2 separate regions of the Mus musculus genome follow, and region 1 is linked to region 2. A link is a contact called in public ChIA-PET data. All regions are on one chromosome and are shown on one strand. Each heading gives the region's core, a stretch centred on a gene start, on an enhancer-like site or on the middle of the called end of the contact. The rest is flanking DNA. Distances are from core to core; before and after follow the strand shown. Region 1 overlaps Gm11100 (predicted gene 11100). Region 2 holds the start of Atxn7 (ataxin 7).

The links. ChIA-PET counts read pairs in DNA pulled down with a chosen protein or histone mark.
Region 1: a contact with region 2 is called in an RNA polymerase II ChIA-PET map of memory CD8 T cells, with 12 read pairs. The contact joins the enhancer-like site here to the promoter of Atxn7 in region 2. A contact is called at or near these places in 10 of 39 promoter capture datasets (the 3T3-L1 cell line, 3T3-L1-derived adipocytes, the HPC-7 cell line and 7 more), 1 of 115 datasets of contacts at active chromatin or transcription factors (memory CD8 T cells) and 1 of 9 other capture datasets (pancreatic islet).

Annotation. Positions count from the first base shown.
Region 1 is chr14:13,932,006-13,937,063 of GRCm38.p6, forward strand. The region is part of intron 2 of Gm11100 (predicted gene 11100); the gene reads left to right. Among named protein-coding and RNA genes, the nearest start is that of Gm11100, 16 kb to the left of the region's middle. Within about 2 kb of position 1,791, at least 61 of the 459 cell types and tissues checked have an H3K27ac peak or open chromatin away from gene starts, as enhancers often do. A contact at or near this core is called in memory CD8 T cells, where this site is marked.
Region 2 is chr14:14,008,661-14,014,132 of GRCm38.p6, forward strand. It overlaps Atxn7 (ataxin 7), which reads left to right and starts at 3,831. Exons shown (of 12, transcript NM_139227.4): 1 at 3,831-4,090; 2 at 4,413-4,709; 3 at 4,927-4,995. The coding sequence starts at 4,424.

The DNA of each region.
Region 1 (5,058 bases), core at 541-3,040, 79 kb before region 2:
CACAGATCTGCTTCCCGTTGTAAATTTAGTTGGGTGGGACCTTGTTCTGAGATTACCATTCTGACCATACCTCCACTTAAATTTGCTCTGTCCCAGACTGACTCTGAACTCAGGAATCTGCCTGCATTTGTATCTTCTTGTCTTTGTGTCTTTTTGACAAGTTGGGTCATAGTGCAGTTGTCTCTGTTCCTTCAGATCTGTGAAGAAGTTCTAAAATAAAATAAAACTTGAGACCTGTGATTCATGTAATAGCCCAAAGAGTTGTTTGTGAGCTTTGAAGCCTGGGACTGAGAACATAGCAGAACAGGTCAGGACATGCCCGGGCAGGCCCGTCCTAAAGACATTCCTGAGGCTACTTAGCCATAAAGATAAAGAGAATGCAAAGACATGTCCAGACTGGCCTGGTGCCTCCCTATCTCTCGCCCATCTGACATGGGTTAAATGTTAACCAGATGCTCTGCTGTTACCTTGATCTGCACGTACAGTTTGCTGATGATTAAATGAACCAATCATGTGAAACTGCGCCAATTTCTCCCCAGCCCCAGACCCGTTTCTTTAAAAACCTCTAGCTTTCGAGCCTTGTGGTCAACAATTGCTATCTCCTGTGTGAGATATGTGTCGGCCTGGATCTCCATCATTAAACTACCTCATGTGTTTGCATCAAGATGGTCTCTCGTGATTCCTTAGATGCACGCCGACTTGAGACATGAGTGGGGGTTTCCCCACTAGGTTCTTTCATTTGGAGGTTCCACCGAGATCTGTGTGACACCCAGGAACCCCAAAAGACCCCTTGGAGGTACATTTGTGTGAGTCTTGTATGTTGTCTGTTGTCTAAGTGTGGTGCCGTTGAGTTTGTGTTTGGTTTCCACTGAGTTTGTGTTTGGTTTCAGTTTTCTGGCAGCTGCCACTGTGGCCCGTAAGGACCTAGTGACTGCGGGAGAGAGACATCCTAAGGCCTGCAGGCTGCAACCATGGAAGACATTCCATGGGTGAAGGGGGGTCAATGTGGAATCCGACCCCCATCAGGAAGTGGGTGGATATAGAACCTCATCCCCTCGTTTTGGCTGGCTTGTAAGTCCACACGCAGATGTATGTGTTTAGATGTACTAGTGTCTTCTGTCTTTGTTTTGCTCCTGTTTTTTTCTGATTTTTGTTATGGGACAGACAGTGTCAACCCCTTTGTCTCTGACTGTGGACTTGGACTGATATTAGGACAGAATTTATCAGTGATAGTTAAGAAAAACAACTTGGTGCTGCTTTCCCGCGGGGCGGGCCTGCTCCCCTGTGTGCCCCGGGCTGCACAGACCTGGCAGCGCTTTGGGACGTGGCCTCATCCCTGAGCCTGGCTGCCTGAGTAGGGCCGGGCTGGGGGCTCCCGGCTTCAGTGCTGTGGTGGCGCGGTGGTGTGTGGCTAGGGCTCGGTGCAGAGCAGCACACAAACCTTCTGATTGCCTGCTGTTCACTTCTGGGTTCTGCAGGCACCATGGCAGCAGAGGCTGGCTGTGCCCGCAAGTGAGTTGCATCTGATAGTTAACGAGACGCTGAAGTCACAGCCTAAAAAAGAGTGCAGGCGCTGGCCAAGGCGAGGTGCTGCGTAGAAAACCACGGCCCGGGAGGGGGGCAGACCAGGTGGGGAGAACACCGACAGGGAGGTTTCCCTGGGACGCCCGCCCCACCACCACCACGCACTTTACTGCCCACAAGACAGACAAAGTGGAAGAGGGGTGAGGCCCGCAGGGCCCCAAGCCAGCCCCCTGGGCTCCCTAGAGCTGCCGTGATGCCTGCCACAGCTGGGGAAGGGCCGACTAGCATCCAGAGTTGCCACCTCTCCCGCCGCCCCCAAGTGTCTGGGCCTCCCCCCACTGGGGGCCTGCTGATTCCTCCGCTCCCCAGAGCCCACGTGCGCCGACCTCCCCCACCCTCCCACCGCTGTGGGATGGATAGACAGGAAGAAGAGAAAGAGACTGTGAGAGTGGTGGGCCAGGATCACTACGAGTTCCCTGGCTGCTTCTTATACCTGCCTAATTATGTTCTCCTTTCCCCTACATCCCACCTGCCGGTCTTCATGCTTTGACAGTACCAGAGTGCCTCTTGTTAACAGAAAAAGTGCTTTCACTTTGAGATATCAGTGGCCCAGAGCAGCCAAATATGAGAGCTGCACTCCCTTCCCTGCCCCACGTGTTTTCTCTTCTAGGGCAGCCCCGCCCTAAGCTACTAACAGTGAGACTGTTCCAAACTCCAGCTAGAGAGACATCTGCCCAAGGTAAAGAACACCTATAAGTCTAATCGCCAGGCTCTAATGAGGGTTTTGTCACAAAAGTTAGAAAAAAAGACAGGGTAAGTCGGTAAGAAAGTGCAGAGGAGAAAAAAAAAGAGAGAGAGGATAAAGAAGACAGATGTATATAGAGGTCTAGAAAGAAGTGAGCTTAGACTGTAGGGAAGAGCAAAGCAAAGCTTCTGCAGACTCAGGGGAGATAGATGACAGTGGCAAATAGAGAGGTTAACAGTGAAAAACAGTAAGAGAGAGAGAAAGAGAGAGAGAGAGAGGCAAGAGGCAAAAGAAAGAGAAAACAGGAGGGATCATAGACAAGAGAGAAATTTGACTAGAATCTTGGCTGCAGTGATAGGAGAGAAAGAAAAGCCAGGATCTAGACAGAGAATCTGTGCAACAGAAGATCCTAGAAGAATAAAATTAAGTGAGTTAGAGTACCAAGCCTCAGCTAAAAAGGCTCAGCTGTGTCAAACTGAAGTTACTTATTTGGGATACATGCTTCGAGATGGAAAGTAGTGGCTAAAGAAAGCCAGAAAAAAAGACTAACTCAGATCCCCACCCCAACTACACTAAGGCAAGTAAGAGAATTCTTGGGCATCTCTGGCTTCTGCAGACTCTGGATACCTGGGTTGGCAACCTTAGCTGTCCGTTATACCCCCTAACCAAGGAAGGAGAGGTGTTTGTGTGGACCCCAGATCACCAGAAAACCTTTAAAGAAATTAAAAAGGCTCTGCTGATGGCCAGCCATGGCCTTGCCTGACTTAACCAAGCCTTTTCACTCTTTATGTGGAAGAGACAGCAGGGGTTGACAGAGGAGTCGTTACTCAGACTTTGGGACCTTGAAAAAGGCCAGTGGCTTACCTATCCAAGAAGTTAGACCCTGTTGCCAGCAGGTGGTTTTTCTTGTCTGAAAGCTATTGCTGCCATAGCACTGCTTGTCAAGGATGCTGATAAGCTCACTCTGGGACAGCAAATAACTGTAATGGCACCCCACACTCTTGAAAGCATTAGCCAACCGTTCCCATGACCGACAGACACATTATCAGAGCTTTCTGTTGACTAAACGAGTGACCTTCGATCCCCCTGCTGTCCTCAATCCTGCTATCCTACTGCCTGAGACTTCACATACTCATCACCGCACTGACGTTCTGGCAGAAGAAACTGGTACTCAAAATGATCTGAAGGATCAGATCAGCCTTGGCCTGAGAGTTAGAGCGGATACAGGGATGGCAGTAGCTTCATGGTCAAAGGTAAGTGGAAGGCAGGGACAGCAGGTAGACAGAAAGCAAGTGATCTAGGCCAGCAGCCTCCCTGAAGGGACGTCGGCCCAGAAAGCTGAACTTGTGGCTTTGATACAAGCTCTATGAATGGCAAAAAGAAAGTCTACACTGACAGCAGGTATGCTTTTGCCACTGTACGGAGCAATATACAGACAAAGAGGGCTGTTGACATATGCAGAGAAAGACCTAAGATGCTGTGGCTAAAAGAAATCAGATGGCAGATCTAACCGCCAAACAGGCGACCCAAAGAGCAATGATCCTGACAGTCTGAGGACTATCAAGTTATGGACTGGTAAAAGAAACCCTGTATGGAGTAGTAGAAACAGAAGAAGAAAAACTAGTCCTCCCATGGGAAGAAGGACGCAAATATGTTACCAACTTACATTACTTGACCCACTTGGGGGCCAAGAAATTAAAAGGTGTGGTTAACAGACCTGCCTTTGTTGCCAAGGTAAGTCAGGGACTGGCTAAGATATTAGAGACTGATTAAAAGTTACATTGTGCATACAGGCCCCAAAGCTTGGGACAGGTAGAGGATAAATACAACTCTAAAAGAAACCTTGACAAAATTAACCATAGAGACTGGCAAAGACTCACTTCTCCTTCCCCAGGCCCTATTTAGAGCTGAAAATACTCCCTCTTGATTCAGCCTTACTCTTTTTGAGATCCTTTATGGGGCTCCCATGCCCATCACTGTCTTAAATGATGTGTTTAAACCTACATGTTCTTATAATAATAATCTGTATGCTAAGTTAAAAGGCTTGCAGGTGGTATAGAAAGAAGTCTGGTCACAACTGGCTACAGCAAACGAGCTGGGTACCCCAAAGACATCTCACCAGTTCCAGTCGGAGATCTATGTGCACCTGCATCATGCCCAGACCCTCAAGCCTGTTTACTATCCCTTCTTATTCTGTTTTTGTTCCCATGTTAAAGATAGAGTAAATGCAGTACAGCTTATGGTCCTCCAGCGTCAATACCAACCTATAGTTAAGATAAAAGAAGAGTATTATTTCTATTCTCCACATAGAAATATAGACTTGTGAAATTCTAAGATTAGAATTATTTAGTAGAAGAAGAGGGGAATGAAATAAAATTAAACTTGAGATCTGTGATTCATGTAATAGCCCAAAGAGTTGTTTGTGAGCTTTGAAGCCTGGGACTGAGAACATAGCAGAACAGGTCAGGACATGCCCAGGCAGGTCCGTCATTAAGACATTCCTGAGGCTACTTAGCCATAAAGATAAAGAGAATGCAAAGACATGTCCAGACTGGCCTGGTGCCTCCCTATCTCTCGCCCATCTGACATGTGTTAAATGTTAACCAGATGCTCTGCTGTTACCTTGATCTGCACGTACAGTTTGCTGATGATTAAATGAACCAATCATGTGAAACCGCGCCAATTCCTCCCCAGCCCCAGACCTGTTTCTTTAAAAACCTCTAGCTTTCGAGCCTTGTGGTCGACAATTGCTATCTCCTGTGTGAGATACATGTAGGCCCAGAGCTCCA
Region 2 (5,472 bases), core at 2,581-5,080:
ATCTGATTGGTATGGGGGATCTTTTAACATAGACATTTTGATAAATGCTTAATTGTTAATTGCTTCTGTGATTTTTTTTTTCTTTTTGGTTTTTTGAGACAGGGTTTCTCTGTGTAGCCCTGGCTGTCTTGGAACTCACTCTGTAGACCAGGCTGGCCATGAACTCAGAAATCTGCCTGCCTCTGCTTCCCAAGGGCTGGGGATTAAAGGCGTGCGCCACCACTGCCCAGCTGATTTTTTTTTTTTTTAACCCTGGTGACTGGTAGAGTGCCTTACATAGAATATGCAGTCAGGAACTGCTTGGTAAATTGCAGCTTTCTTATTCAAGCATTACAAGATATCTATTATTTTTTAAAATATACATATTAAGTATATATATATATATTTTTAAAGATTTTATTTAATTTAATTATATTAGTACAATGTCATGTCTTCAGACACACCAGAAGAGGGCATTGGATCCCATTACAGATGGTTGTAATCTACCATGTGGTTGCTGGGAATTGGACTCAGAACCTCTGGAAGAGCAGCCAGTGCTCTTAACCTCTGAGCCATCTCTCCAGCCCCAAGATATCTATTATTTAAAGTATCAACAGGTATTGACATATTGAAGTATTAATTCTATATAAGACATACTAACTAGCATATTATAACTATATTAAATGTGTATAAGTTGTATGGCCCATTCTCTTTATAGTTTGGAGGGGGTATGGAGGATGGAATATTTATAAACAAGGTCATTAGTTTCTTTCCTGACAGGAAAAACTAAGTATTTGGATTTCTGTTTTATTATTGTTCACAAACAATGTTCTTTGTATAAGGAATACTTTTAAAAGGTTGCCAACATTTGAATAGCAGACACACTTTCTTTCTTTTGCTTCTATTGGTAACTCCTTCAAACTACTAATTAGGAGTCCTAAAACAACTGCAGATAATACTAGAATCTGTCATTTTTATAAACTAGTAGGACTTTTGATGGGTGGTAAAGACAAAGAGGACCTGGCTGGGAAGTGCCGGGATCTGCTTTCCTCCGCATCATCTTTAACTTGGTAGTAAATGTCATGATATGCAATGCTACAGATACTCTTGCATTCAGGGTTTGAGTTGCTCAGTCTGATGCAAGTCAGAATAATAACTTAGTCTTGGTACCAAGTGCTTTCAAAGGATCGTTTCCTGTAGTCCTTAGAAGCCTGGCCTTATCTCCATTTTACAGATTAGGGTATTGACATATTAGGAAACTGGTAACGTGCCCAAGGTTGCTTACTTGTAAGTGGACGAGCTCCTTCTCAATCTAGCAAAAAGAGGCTGGCGTTGGAGCCCCACCTCCCTTTCTTGTTACTTGTTTTGTTTTCATTTCGTTTTGTTTGTTTTTTGACAAGTTCTCTCTGTTATGTAGCTTTGGCTGCTCTGGAGATCACTCTATAATCTGATTTTGAACTCACAGCGAGCCACATGCCTCTGCCTCGCCAGTACTGGGATTAAAGGTGTATGCCACCACTTAGCCTCTTTGTCAGTTATAAATAGTTCAACGTGGACTGTATAAAATGGTTAATATTAAAACAGTGTGCTAAAGTACCTAGTGGCATGTCCCTTGTACCTTGGTGCTCAATAGGTATTATTGATGTGTTTTAGTAACTATCGTGATGCTGAGATCTTGTATTTATAATTTTAAGACCTGTTCTTAGTATACGAGATAAAAAACTTTGAAAATGAAAGAATTATCAAGCAGAAATCAAATTGCCATATTGATCTTTATTGGTTAGAAGTTCCATTAGTGTTGTGAAGGCAGAAGGATCAAGCAATGAATTGTGAAAGCAGTATCTTTAGGAAGTGAGGTCAAGCTTCATGTTCTCTATTCTCACTTTTCTTTCTTTCTCAACCTATCTGTCCAGCAATCAGAATGTTTGTACTCAGGATACAATCTCCCAAGTGTGGTACCTAAGTGCTTTTGTTTTGAGTATCCAATAGCTATGGTCTTGGTATCTCATCGATAGTGCTTCTATCTAAGCTCTACATTAAGTTAGCAATTCCAAGGACCAGTAGAATTCATATTTTAATTTATCACAAATGTAGAATTACAAAATCCAAACTAATAAATAAGTCATATATATTACATCTTGGGAAACATTTATGCAAATGTTTCAATGAATCTAGATTAATGAAAAATTTGAAAACCTGCATTGGAGACACACAAGCTATGTTAGTAATGGTAATATGTATTCTAACCTTGCTCATTATTACAGAAATTATTTTTTAGATTTAAAAATCTTAAATTTAAAAGTCATCTCTTGATATTCCATGACTCCCACAGAATCCCAAATTGACAGATGCTCAGATCCCTTCTATAAAATGACACAAAACCTATACACCATCTCTCAGTCTACAGCACATCACCTCGGGATTACTTACAGTACTTACATAAAATGTAGATTCTATGTAAATAGTTGTTACATTGTATTTAGATAAATTTTAAAAAATATGTAACTGCCCTGCATGGATACAGTATTTATTTATTTTTATTTATTTATTTATTTATTTATTTATTTAATTTTTTGGGTTTTTCGAGACAGGGTTTCTCTGTATAGCCCTGGATGTCCTGGAACTCACTCTGTAGACCAGGCTGGCCTTGAACTCAGAAATCCGCCTGCCTCTGCCTCCCAAGTGCTGGGATTAAAGATGTGTGCCACCATGCCAGGCTCAGTTTTTAAATTAAGGAAAATATATTCCAAACTTCAGTTAGTTGAATCTGTATGTAGGTGTATAGCCTGAGTGTTCAAAAAGCAACTGTCCTTTGATAAACACTCAGCAGATTCCTTTTTGGATTTCTTGGTGTGCAATCCAGTGGGGGGGGGGGACCCTATAGACACATTTCTAAATGTGTCTCACAGAAATTGTGTTTCTGCTTTATTTATTTAAGACAAGCTCTTACTGTGTTTCTCAGTCTCACCTGTATTACGATGCTGCACACTTGCTTCAGCCTCCCAAACACTGGGGACTCTGGGTGCATACCACACCCAGCTCAAGCTTTTAAACTTGCACCTATGTCAAACCCCTTCTCCAAGTCCTGGCTTTAATATATTATGGAAACATTTTCATATGCACTTTTGCGTTCATTTTAACATTTGAAAGGTTTTTTGTACTTCAACAGAGATGTTGGTCACATCTGTCTTACTAAATATTTGCCCCCCCCCCCAAAGCCAACAGATAATAGCAGCAAGTCGAGAAAGCTCACCTCTTCATACAGTCCCAGAAGGCACCTGTAAGCCTGAGGCTCTGAGCAGGCTAAAAAGATGCTGCTTTACTGAAATGAGATAACAGCTTAATAGGAACTAAAGGCACCCTGTGGTGGTCCACTCCTGTGCTTTACTTGTTTGATGGTCGGGGAGGGGGTGACTGTATGTGCTAGTGCTTATTAATTTGTGATCCAAATCTGACGAACGTCTGGTATATTCCTTAAGCCATGGGGGTCTCATCGGATTCTAGGAAAGACAGCCATAAATAGTGAGAGACTAACAACCCAACTTTAAAGTGATACACTGATTTTGTAGCTTCCTTCTTGCTGGAGAAGAAATTCAAGTTCGCAGGACACAGTGTGACCTTCAGTTGTGGGCACTCAAGTGCACGTTCCTGGCTGGCCAAGCAGCAGGGGCTCGATGCGGACGCCTGGGCTAACACCTGGGCGGCATTTTCACACCTGCCACTGGCAGCTTTGGTTTCTGGGCGTCCGCACAGTGGCTGCTTCCCATTCATGCTCCAGCTACTGTGCAGCCTCCCGCGAGCCCAGAGCGAATTGCTGGTGCCCGGGGCTCCGGAGGGAGGGCCTGGGCGACGCTTTCGTTACTGCGCCGGGGCCGACCGGCAGGCTCTTCCATAGGTGGCTGCGTTTCCGACTTCGCCCTGGCTCCACTCCGGGGGCTTGACGTGCAAACTTCGCCGGAGCGAGCAGAGAGGGAGGGACCGGCGAGGGGGAGGAGGCGACAGGAGGCGCCTCCGCTTAAGGGAGCCGGCCGGGCGCCGCCGCTCGGACGGACGCGCGGACGGAAGGAAGGAGCGGGGCTGCCGGCTGGGCCGGGATGCGAGCGCCCGCAGGGTGGGCAGCCGCGGGCCGGGGCGCAGGCAGGCCTGAGGTCGCGGCAGTTCGGCTCCGGGCGCTGGCCTCCCGAGCCGGGCCCGGCAGGGCGGCCAGCGCCGCAGTGGCAGCCGCAGCCGGCGCCCTACGAGGGCCGCGGGAGGCGAAAGCGAAAGCCGGTGGCGCCGCGGACTTTGCGCCCGGGCGGGGAGGCGGGCGGCGGCAGGGGCCGGGGGCTGACAGCACCGCGGGCCTGCGGGCCGCGCACGCCGCCGGAACTCCGCGGAGCCTCCTTAAAAGCGGCCCCCGCGCCACTCTTTTCCCCCTTTTTGTTACATTGTAGGAGCGGAAAGAATGTCGGAGCGGGCCGCGGATGACGTCAGGGGGGAGCCGCGCCGCGCGGCGGGCGGAGCAGCGGCCGCCCGGCAGCAGCAGCAGCAGCCACAGCCTCTGCAGCCCCAGCGGCAGCACCCGCCGCTGCGGCGCCCACGGGCGGAGGACGGCGGCACCGGGGACACCACCACCTCGGCCGCCGCCATGGCGACGGTTGGGGAGCGCAGGCCCTTGCCCAGTCCCGAAGCGATGCTGGGACAGTCGTGGAATCTGTGGGTGGAAGCTTCCAAACTTCCTGGGAAGGATGGTGAGTGTCCACGCCTCCTGGTTCCCCCCGCCCCCCCGCCCCCCTCCTCTGGCCCCGATCCCCTCCCCCGCGCCGTGTCCTGTGGCCGCCCCCACGGGGGTCAGAGATGCTATCTTCTGCTGGGTGCCCACACCTACCCGGAGCGTGCGTGAGCGTGCGTCACACTCCTAGCCACTGACCTGCCTCTCCCCTCCTCCTGTGTGTGTATATCTCCTAGGGACCGAATTGGATGAAAGTTTCAAGGAGTTTGGGAAAAACCGCGAAGTCATGGGGCTCTGCCGGGAAGGTGAGTCCAGCCCCCCTGGTGGAGTTTGTACCCAACCTTGGGGAAGTTTTCTTGTTGCTTCAGCCCACCTTCCCTGCTTGCCACATTGAGGTCTCTGCTGAAGAGGATGGAAGAGGGTGGGTAGAACATTTAGGAAGAAATCTCATTTCTAGGGGCTCTCTGTAATGGGCAGCAACCTGGATCCCTTCTGGAAAGGGCAATTCAAAGTGATGGGCATAGGAAGCAGGCAGGGAGTTTAACATATATCTCTTTAGTTATGGACAACACCTGGAAAGAAAGAGTTCTAAGCATTGGAAAGTAGTGCCTTTCTGGGGAAAGAAAGAGTTCTAAGCTTTGGAAAGTAGTGCCTTTCTGGGGATGCTGTAGAGCAGGAGCCTTGACCAAACCAGGTTTTCTTAAGGCAAAGAGAGTGAATTTTGAATAATAATTATTATTTTGGCTTTTAAAGATAGGGTTTTACTAAATGGCCTTGGCTGT